Regions from separate parts of the Mus musculus genome. Here regions 1 and 3 are each linked to region 2. Evidence: chromatin contacts called from public promoter capture Hi-C data. All regions are on one chromosome and are shown on one strand. The core of a region is the stretch at or near the end of the contact, and the rest is flanking DNA. Distances in the headings are between cores, read along the strand shown.

Evidence for each region. Promoter capture Hi-C pulls out the DNA fragments that hold promoters and counts their contacts. Capture Hi-C pulls out chosen DNA fragments and counts their contacts.
Region 1: a contact with region 2 is called in a promoter capture Hi-C map of adipose tissue. The contact joins the promoter of Ccdc65 here to the promoter of Ccdc184 in region 2. A contact is called at or near these places in 1 of 39 promoter capture datasets (pre-B cells) and 2 of 9 other capture datasets (adipose tissue and pancreatic islet).
Region 3: a promoter capture Hi-C map of pre-B cells shows a contact between it and region 2, with 3 times the contacts expected there. The contact joins the promoter of Ddn here to the promoter of Ccdc184 in region 2. A contact is called at or near these places in 3 of 39 promoter capture datasets (the 3T3-L1 cell line, pre-B cells and stem cell-derived epiblast-like cells) and 1 of 484 Hi-C or Micro-C datasets (embryonic stem cells).

Annotation. Positions count from the first base shown.
Region 1 is chr15:98,706,031-98,709,643 of GRCm38.p6, reverse strand. Ccdc65 (coiled-coil domain containing 65) reads right to left here and starts at 1,450. Exons shown (of 8, transcript NM_153518.2): 1 at 1,108-1,450; 2 at 422-589. The coding sequence starts at 1,248.
Region 2 is chr15:98,166,151-98,169,679 of GRCm38.p6, reverse strand. Ccdc184 (coiled-coil domain containing 184) reads right to left here and starts at 1,874. Exons shown (of 1, transcript NM_177716.3): 1 at 1-1,874. The coding sequence starts at 1,364. The coding sequence ends at 789.
Region 3 is chr15:98,806,149-98,809,421 of GRCm38.p6, reverse strand. Ddn (dendrin) reads left to right here and starts at 1,497. Exons shown (of 2, transcript NM_001013741.1): 1 at 1,497-1,817; 2 at 2,222-3,273. The coding sequence starts at 1,609. B130046B21Rik (a long non-coding RNA gene) reads right to left here and starts at 3,107. Exons shown (of 3, transcript XR_003951472.1): 1 at 2,198-3,107; 2 at 1,100-1,186; 3 at 1-553.

The DNA.
Region 1 (3,613 bases), core at 201-2,700, 540 kb before region 2:
GACTTTGTCTCAAAATAATAATTAATAATAATAGTAACAGCAGCAGCAATAACAACAATAAATAATAAATAATTCACTAGGCCCATTCTACCTAGGAAGGTCTGGAAGCCATCCCCGCCTGCTCTCTGGAGAGAGTGCATACTTTTTTTTTTTTCCCTTTTTCCTTTTCCTTTTCCTTCTTTTTTCCCTTTTCCCTTTCCCTTTTCTTTTTTCTTTCTTTCTTTCTTTCTTTCTTTCTTTCTTTCTTTCTTTTTTTTTTTGGGGGGGGGTCTTTTTGAGACAGGGTTTCTCTGTGTAGCCCTGGCTGTCCTGGAACTCACTCTGTAGACCAGGCTGGCCTTGAACTCAGAAATCCACCTGCCTCTGCCTCTCGAGTACTGGGATTAAAGGTGTGCGCCACCACGCCCGAGAGGGTGCATACCTTGATGACGCTGTCCTTACAGTCCACCACGCGTTCAAAGGTCTGGCTGAGGATCTCGATGTCTTGGTGAAGCTCTCTGGTCTTCACCTCCCTGAGGATGGTTCTCCACTGCGTGTTAATCTTATTAAGGTTTAGAGCGCTGTTGTGTTCTTCTTTGGCCAACTTGTCCTGAGGGAGGAGTAATCACATGCGTTTCAGCCAAGGCGAAAGGTCCACCTCGGTGCTATCGATACCACGCTGAAAAATACCAGTCCCCGTGTATTCTCACAAACAAAGCCCTTGGCAGCCAACACTCGGGGGCTCCTGTTTGTGGTTTCCAATGAATGGGTTCCCTTCAGGGTGAAGCATCAGAGAAGAGTTTCTAACGACCCCACTCCAGACCCAACCTCAGAATTCAAGACAGCTGAATTTGGACACCTGACAGCATCCACTGTCCTAATTCTGGGGGCTCGGTTGATACTGCCAAACTCAATTCTCCCCTCCCCCATGTTTCACAGAGAATGCCCTAGGCAAAAACCAATGTTGTCTGAAGCCCATGTATTTTGGGACCAAGGACTTCAGAGGGATAGGAAAGGATGAAAATGAGCCTGCCACAAGGACGCGACCCCAGGCAACGGTACCAGTGCATGGGCGGTGGGTTTGGGGGTTTGGGGGTTTGGGCAGGACACACTGCAGACGAGCATCACCTTCAAGAACTGGGTGAGGAGTCTCTCTTTCTTCTTGGCTGCCTCTTCGTCAGCCAGCATCTTTTGCTGAAATATAAGCAGCTGATCTTCCTCGGACAGGGGTGCCTTGGGCAACTTGGGCTTTTTTCCTTTTTTAGACATGGCTGGGCTGCGGACTGGGTCCGGGCAAGGAGCCTCTGCCTGCTGCTACGAGCCACTTGTGAGGAATTAGAAAGAAAAACTTCCCATAGACAGGGAGGGACCTTCTGGAGCTAAGGTAATGGGGCCTTAGACCTCTGTCCTCCACGCCAAGAGTGCTCAGGCGACACCCGACTCCCAGCTGGAGAACAGAAAGACGCATCTTGTCTCCTAGCAACAAGGACCTTCGCTAAGACCGCGGGGTGAGAAATAGGGAGGCAGCATTACTTCAGCGCCCCCTGCATGCCGGAGGACCGCAGTCAGTTCTTTTAAGTAGGCTTTTTTTTTTTTTTTTTTTTTTTTTAAATCAAGAACCCTAGTCTCTCTTAAAAAAATAATAAATGTCTTCAAATAGTTTTTCCATTTTACTTTTTAATTTGGTGTATGCCTGGTTTGTCCACGTGTGTGTCTGAGCACCGTGCGCATGCCTGGTGCCTGCAGAGGTCAGAAGACAGCATCGGATTTCGTAGAACAGGTCAAAACCACTTACACATACATACAAATAATGAGATGGTTCACTGGGTAAGGGAGGTACTGCCAAGCCCAATGGTCTGAGATCACAAGCACCTGGAACCCCAGTTTCAGGAGATCAAAACACGCCTTTCTGGCCTCGGTGGACGCTGCATTAACGTGCACAAACACACATACACATAAAATATTTAAAAATATTTTGTAAATTGTCTCCTTAGTGATAGAGAGATGGCTCAGAGGCAAAGAGCACTTGCCACTCTTGCAGAAGACCTGGGTTTGGTTCCTAGCACCCACATGGGCAGCTCATGACTGTTCATAACTCCAGTCCCAGGGGATCTGACTCCCTCATCTGACCTCTGTGGACATGGGGTAGACACATGGTCCACACATATACATGCAAGAGAAACGCAAATACACATAAATAAATCTTACTAAAAAATTAAGACAGTGTTTCAGTGTAGCCCTGGATGGCCAGAAACTCACTGTATAGATAGAAATCCATCTACTTCTGCCTCGCCCCACATCCCCCACCCCCAGTGCTTGGATCAAATGTAGGAGTCATCACTTCCAGCTTAAATTTGTTTCTCTCTCTCTCTCTCTCTCTCTCTCTCTCTCTCTCTCTCTAAATGTGTGAGTGCTTCATTTGCATGTATACCTGCTTGCCTGAAGAAGGCATCAGACCCCATGACAGATGGTTGTGAGTTGATGGGAATTGAACTCAAGATCTATGGAAGAGCAGCCAGTGTTCTTAACCGCTGAGCCATCTTTTCAGCTCCTTTTTTAAAAAAGATTTATTTATTTATATGTAAGTACACTGTAGCTGTCTTCAGACACTCCAGATGAGGGAGGTTGTGAGCCACCATGTGGTTGCTGGGATTTGAACTCCGGACCTTCGGAAGAGCAGTCAGGTGCTCTTACCCACTGAGCCATCTCACCAGCCCTCTTCAGCTCCTTAAAAAAAATTTTTTTTTAACCCTACTTTTCAAGGGCAAAATCTGTGGCTAACAAAAAGATGTACACCAGTGCACACTCCCTCCTAGGAATATCTGCACCTGAAGCAGCATCGAAGCCCCCAATCACACACTGTGACCTCCAGGCAGCCAGCTGTGCCCTTCTCATGCCTGCTCTTCAGTCTTCTGTCTCTCTCTTGTGTCTCTGTCTGTCTGTCTGTCTGTCTGTTTTTCTGTCTCATCAGTAAGCCAGCTTTTCCTCACTCTGACTCATCCTGGAATTCTTTTCTGTGGTAGACATAGCCAAGAGGACCTGAGTTAGAAGAAGTCCCCATAGCTTCCCCGGAGCCTCCTTAGGCTGCTCTGATCACATCACTGAGCTGTAGTCCCTGCTGGCGGTGACAGTATTATTGTGAATGTTATATGAGACATTTAGGAAAACAAAGCTACAAAGGCAAAAAAGTAGGGAACTGTTGCAACCCCAACGTCTACTAACAGGTACTTGGGTGTTTGTGACACATCCCTTTAATCCCAGCCCTCAAGAGACAGAGGCAGGTGGATTTCTGAGTTCGAGGACAGTCTGGTCTACAGAGTGAGTTTCAGGATAGCTAGAGATACACAGAGAGACCCTGTCTTGAAAAGAGTAGAGGTAGAACCCTTGGGAAGTGATGAAGTTTGGACTACCATGAAAGTGCACTCCCTGGATTGGATCAGTGTCCTTAGAAGAGAAAGAGGCTGGACTGGGAGATAGCTCAGTACTTATGAGCAAGCACTGGCTGGTCTTCTGGAGTACCCAGGATCAATTCTTGGCACCCACAGGACTGCTAACAATCATCTCACTTCTTCTTCAGGCCTCCTCAGGTCCCAGGCATGTTTGTGGTACACGGACATATATGTAGACAAAACAA
Region 2 (3,529 bases), core at 625-3,124:
TCAGATGTCCCCTTAAATCTGGACAGTTGCTGAGCAGTCCTAAGTCTCTGCCTGCGACCTGAGCACTTTGTTCTCTAGGCCCAGGTGAGTGGCCAAGCAATCCCAGGTGAAGTCAGCGACGGGGCAGGCTCGGCTCTGCATGCTCAGTGCCAGAGCTTGAGCTCTTGTGTCTTCATGCACATCAGAGCCAGCTCCTCCCAGCCTAGGGGCCCTGGGAACCCGAGTACCCTGACTCCTAGGGCCGCAGTTCCCTCCTCAAGCTTCCTTTACCCATCAGCAGTTGCAGAGCGATCTGTAAGGGGGAGAGGTTTCCGCAGAGCACTGAATATCTTGGGTTTGGGGAAAAGGGTAAATTTCCTGTTGCCAGAACAGAATACCCCAACTCCTTAATTTCTAGGTAAATAGAGATTATTTGCCAAAGTCCTAGATGACTCCTTTTTCAGAATAGAAAAAGCAGAATTTTATTTACATAATTCAATGGTCCTCCTGTTTCCTAGGAAGAGGGGAAGGGGGCAAGGTAAAGGGATAGATGAGAGTCCAGAGATGGGCACGTCCTTTCTGGGAACCTCACCTTTCTGCAGTTTGCTATGATGCCTGCTTGGGTGGAATTCGCGATGCTTCCAAAGTCCTTGACTCTACAAATCCTTCTGTGAGGGAGTCTCTCTCCCTGACCTATAAGGACCACGTTTGAAGTGAAGAACACTGCACCGCACTGTTCAGTCCCCTCGGGTTAAGCACTTGGAAACCCAAAGCCAGCGCGGGTAGTTGGTTCCCTGGTGGGGTCTCCCTCACAGAGAGGCCTCGCCCTCCAGCTGCAGCAGGGTAATGTCAGGAAGGTCGGGGGGCTCCACAAGTGGCCCATCCTCCCCAAGGAGACCGGGGCTCTCAGAGAGCTCGCAGTGACTGGTGGGTGTGGCGGGGTTAGGTGTCTCTTTCTCCTCTTCGTCCTCGTCTTCATCAGGATCACGACCCAGCAAGCCGCTGTCCTCGATCCCAGGCGAAGGTGTCTCTGGTTCATGGGGAACACTTGGGAAGCTCCCCTTGCCGCCGGCCACGCCCAAGCCTCCCTGGCGGGGCGCAGTGGTCATAATCTGGCACATGGAGACTATAGCCCGCTGGTTGGCGCACACGTCGTCCGACAGAACCTGGATGTGCGAGGCCTGCTCGTCCAGTGCCCCTCGCATGGCCCTCACGTCCTCAAACAGGGCCTGCAGCTGGGCCTTCAGGTGCTCCATCAGTTCCTTCATACCGCCGTTATACTCCCCAGAGATCACGTCCCCCACGGCGGGCACCGTGGACACCTCCAGAGGCGCTGGCATGTCGCCGCCGTCCTTGGTCATGATCTCCAGCAGACTGTCCTCCATTGAGTGGCAGAAGCGGGCGGTGGCAGCTCTGGGTCGTGTCCAGCGGGCCTCCAGGGTGGGGGAAGGGTGTGGAGGGGGAGAGGTCCCGGGAGGGACGGGGTGGAGCCCAGGGACACCTAGGCTCCCTAGAGGGGCGGGGAGCCTACGTGAAGAGAGCGGCCCCAGGCAGAGGACACGGGCGGGATCAAGGAGGGCTGAGAAGAGTCTATGGATCGAAGACCTGTCTAGGGTCCCGGGACCAGGATCTTCGGGCTTACCCAGGGGGCAAAAGTGGCTTGCCCGCTCGCCTCCAGTGTGGTACCTATGTCCCCGCCGCCCTCCCGGCAATCACCGACAAAGAGTGCTCACAGGTCACAGAGGCGCTCGCAGAGGGCTCGGGGTCGAGACGGGGACCCGCAGCGCGTCAGTCTCGGGACTCCCCCCAGCCATCCACCAGCAGTGCCCGCGAGTGCGGCTGGAGAGGCAGGGGCGGGTCTCCCGGCGGCGCCGCGGATGCTCCCCCGTTTCCAAGGCGACGCACGGCACGTAAATGACGTGTGTCTCCATGGCAACGAGGAAGTGAGGAAGAAAGAGAACAGGGTTCCGAAGCTGCAGTGAAGCTCTGTTGTATGGGCTGACGGGCGGGGCAGGGATGCTGCAGTAGCCTCAGAGAAGCTGCAAAGAGCATGTGGCTGCAATGTTTAATAGGACAGCATGAGAAAGCAGTTTGCTGCACGACCCCCACCCCCAAGCCGGAGAGAGACCGTCTGCCTGGGGGGGGGGGGGGGGCTTTTCACCCGCTCTCCGCATTCCTTCCTTGGAGGACCATGGGAGAGCCAGGTCCATCCTCCAGCGGCCCACAGGACTGGGTAGCGATTGTTAATAATCCCAGGCGAGCTGGCAGCACCAGGCTTGGAGGTGCAGAGGAAGGCGGAGGGAGGCGCGACCGATCTGCTTCTCCCTTCTGCAGCAAAAAAAAAAAAAAAAAAAAAAAAAAAAAAAAAAAAAAAACAAAAAACAATTTTCCCTCCCTCCAGAAAGCTCAGGGTGAGATACAGTCTCTTATGGGACCCAGCTGTTTCTACCCAGGTTGGGGGGGTATGAAAATTATGAAGCTAAGTACTTAAATTCCGAGAATGAAAACTCCATAACAACAGATTCCCCTCCCCTGCACCCTCCATCACGGAATCCCCAGCGCTTTAAATAGCGTCCGAGACGCAGAGAGCAGATGATGTATTTGTGGAATAGCTACTTAAATAAGAGCCACCAAGTACCATTCTCCTCCCCAGGATTCTCCAGCCCACACATAGTGGACTTCAGAAGACCTGAATACAATTTCCTTTCAGCCCTTAATGACTGAGAGACCTCAGCTGACATCGTTTTCTTGACGGACCGAATAATAGTGTTTCTAAATCTGAGTTAACACTGGACCGAAGTGCAATTGAGTGAATTATTAGGGCCAGCGCCCCTAGTTCCCATCTTTAGATGCCCACTAACCACCCCTGTCCTTTGTGAAAACTCCTTCCCCTACTTAGAGGGTAGAGCAGGAGAAGAGGAGGAGGAAGAAAATTTGGTTATAATATATTTAGAGACGACATAGGCTGGGAAGGTAGTCATCTTGTAGGCTATAACACGCTGACATCGCTTTGATAAAAGGAAGCCAAGTGGTCAAAACCCTGAGTTTACAAGACTCTGGGAAGGAGAAGTAAATGAACAGTGCTGTCTAACTGTATAAAAAATTAAGTGTGGGTGAGTGTCATTGGTCACCTGTAGTTCAGTAACTGCAAGTGTGTTTTTTAATTTCCCTGGTTGTATGTCTTGGCGATGAAGAGTGTCCAGCCAGGTTTTTGAGGCACCAAAGAACAGATTCATCTATGCCTGTCTTACTGCTACTGTTAAAATAAAAGCAAATTAAACTATCTTAAAGTGCCCAGGGTCGGAATGTTTACATAAATAACTTAAGACATATATTGGACAGATGTGAGAAATTTGATTTCCCCAAAACAAAGATGAACACACACACACACCATGCAGTATTGCTTTCTAAAAACTAATGATTAATCTTGTTTCCTTGCTCCTTCAACAAATTTGTTGTTGCTCTTGCCTCTGCCATTCTTGCCATACATGGTCAATAAACTTTAGATGATCCCTAAGCTGGCTCATGAAAGAGCAGAACACTTTTTCTT
Region 3 (3,273 bases), core at 248-2,747, 640 kb before region 2:
GGAGTGGCAGGGGAGGGACAGCAGAACAGGTCAGGTTCTACTTTGCTGTTTCTCAATGAGTGTGACCTATAACAATTCTTTGGTCCCTGTCCCCTTAAAAAGAAGGCTCTGTATCCAAATGCTCCTTGTACTTCTATGAAAAACCAACTTTTGTCTCTCCCATTTACCCCACCAAGTCTCAGCTCCTGGGAAGCAGCTGAGGAAAATGGGGATAGACACACTTTGCAAGCCCACAGGCTTCTGTTCCTAAAGTCAGGAGCAGCAAATGGTCCCTTCTTCCTCAGGAGCCATTGCCACCCTCTCATCCCGCTCCCTACACTTCTCCCCTCCCCTGAGCTGCTGCTATGGTTGCCAGGCATGGTTGCTAAGTCTCTGCATGGAAGGTTGGCGTGGGCTGTGCTGCCACTAACATTACCATGGTGAATCAGGGGACACCTGGTACAGGCATAGGGGGAGGGATCCCGAGGATGCAAGCAGCAACCCCCCAGAATCGAGTGAGTCCAAAAGGTGAGCTGCACCACACCATGCCAGTCAAGTGAACTAGAGCCCCGACCTAGGAAAGAAAGGCCACTTTTATCTTTTCTGTTGCTAGGGGATTTGGCTGTGCCACAGGAGCACTCTAGTCCATCCCCCTCTGTTAGGGTACAAATGTATTTAAGCACTCTATCTGCACCCCACATAAGGCTTGGAAGAGCTGTGTGGGCACGGAACTGTGTAACCCTAGAATCCTGGCTTCTGGGTTAGGGGAGCTAGCCTGCTGCTCAGGGAAGGCTCTGTGGGTGCCCAAGGACACCCATATTTAGAGTAGGAGTCGTCCTGCTGTTTGGTGGCCAGGATAGATGGAGTTCCGCCTCAGCAGAGAAAGCTGAGGCATACAGGTGCACCTTTCTGAGGTCTTGGGGGAGCAGCTCTCCCCCAGAGTCGCACAAAAGCTTCCTGAAAGCGGCACCTCTTCTCTGTACTGCTTAGGAACTGGTTACTCATCTCAGCTGCACCCGAATGCCACCGACACTAAAAATAGCCCGCTCCCCCCAGCTGTGGGCCAGCCTCTCTTGCACCCCAACCCCATGGAAACCAGCAGCGAGTGGCAGGCAGAGACCTTGAGTTCTGTTCTCACCACTCCCTGTCGGAGAAAGGAGTCTGGGCGAGCAGGCAGGAATAGAGAGAGCACTGGTGGTCAGGCAACCTGACAAGCAGGAAAGCAAAGGGTTAAAACTTCGGGAAGGATGAAGAAATGGGGGCTGGAGGAGAGGGCACCGTAAGCTTGGCAAGAATCAGAAGTCTCTCCCCGCCCACTCGCAGGTCCCATTAGGCTTGGGGGACCTGAGCAGTGAGTGGGAAGGGGCGTCCAATCCCAGGCCCCAGGGGGCGGCCGTGCACATGGGGGAGGAAGCAGCGCGGAGCCGTCCACGGCGGCGTGTCACATGCGCGCGCGCTCGCGCGCTAGCACACACTCACACACGCACAGACAGGCACACACGTGTGCCCGGGTATATATAGTTGCCAGTCCCTGGGCCTGCCGCTCTGCAGTGGGCGCCGGCTCCCTGGGTTGGGAGGGGGCTCACGGGGCGGGTGGGAGGGTGGGGGGCCGGGGTGGGGTGGGGCAGGATGCTGGATGGCCCGTTATTCTCCGAGGGGCCCGACAGCCCCCGGGAGCTCCAGGATGAGGAGTCCGGCAGCTGCCTCTGGGTGCAGAAGTCCAAGCTGTTGGTGATTGAAGTGAAGACTATTTCCTGTCATTATAGTCGTCGCGCTCCTTCTCGACAGTCCATGGACATCCAGGCCAGCTACTGGGCCCGTGGGCCCCAGAGCCGCACGTGAGTGAAGGAGGGGTGAGGGGCAGCAAGTGGTGGGGCGGGAAGTGGGGTCCAGACCTCCCCGCTGGCACCAGCAATTGCTGCTGTTCCCTTCTCTTTCCCGCGCCTCCCTCCCCCCACTCGTCGAGGACTGGGGCCTGAATCATTGAGCGCTGTTTAGGGGGACAGGAGTACTAGTGGCAGGCGGTGAGATGGGGGCAGTCGCTGTTAAAGTGTGCATGGAGAGATGGCGAGGAGTCTCATTTCGACTTTAGCCCTAACATATACGCACGTGCACTCGCTCAGACACTCACACGAACCCTCCCACATGGCTGCCCCAAGTGGTCTCCAGTGCTCCCAGCTCCCCGGACCTCGGCTCTCTGTCCCCGCAAACTGCTCACCTGGGTTCCTGCTCATTGTCCCAGGTGTAGGCTGCGCCCGGGATCCCCTGAGCCGCCACCCCGCCGACCCTGGGCCTCCAGGGTGCTGCAGGAGGCAACCAACTGGCGGGCGGGCCCCCCCGCCGAGGTCCGAGCCCGGGAACAAGAGAAAAGAAAGGCGGCGTCGCAGGAGCGGGAGGCCAAGGAGACCGAGAGAAAAAGGCGCAAGGCTGGCGGGGCCCGACGGAGTCCCCTAGGTCAGCCCCGCCCAGAGCCCCGGAACGCCCTTCGGGCAGCCCAACCTACAGGGTTTCCAGTTTTCTCCAGACCAGAGCGCTTCGGGCAGGTGGGGCGAGCGCCCCGACCATCCGTGCTCCCGCAGGGTGACCCAGGGGTTGCATGGGCGGGGCCATGGGGAGGCAGAAGGCCAGGGCCCCCTAGCTACGAGGCTCACCTGCTGTTGAGAGGCTCTGCAGGCACAGCCCCAAGGCGCCGCTGGGACCGGCCGCCACCCTATGTGGCTCCACCTTCTTATGAAGGTCCCCACAGGACCCTGGGGACTAAGCGAGGCCCGGAGCTCTCCCGGGCGCCCACCTCATCAGCCCCAGTTCCAGCCACCACCAGGACAGAGGGAGGGCGCACGAAGAAGAGGCTGGATCCTCGAATCTACCGGGATGTTCTAGGAGCTTGGGGTCTCAGACAGGGACGGGGACTCTTAGGAGGTGCTCCAGGCTGTACAGCAGCCAGAGCTAGGCCAGAGTCTTGCAAAGGGGCTATAGAGAAAAGCTCAGGCCTAGTTGCTGCTGGCCTGAACAGTGCTGGCGATAGTCATTCCCAAGGCAAAACGACTGGCGGTCCAGGCACGGACGCAGCTCTCTCTAGGTCCGCGATCAGCAGCCCACCTCGTCCTGTTCCCAGGTCCAGGCAGCACCTCAGGGGGTCAAGGAAAGGGAAAGAAGGAAGTGAGCAGATATGGCTTCCCACGTGTTGGCTTGCCTCCCCTAAAAAGCCTCCAGTTAGGCACAGCCAGACGCTCCCTAGACCCTGGGCTCCTGGAGGCACCGGGTGGAAAGAGTCCCTGGGTCAAAGAGAGGGGG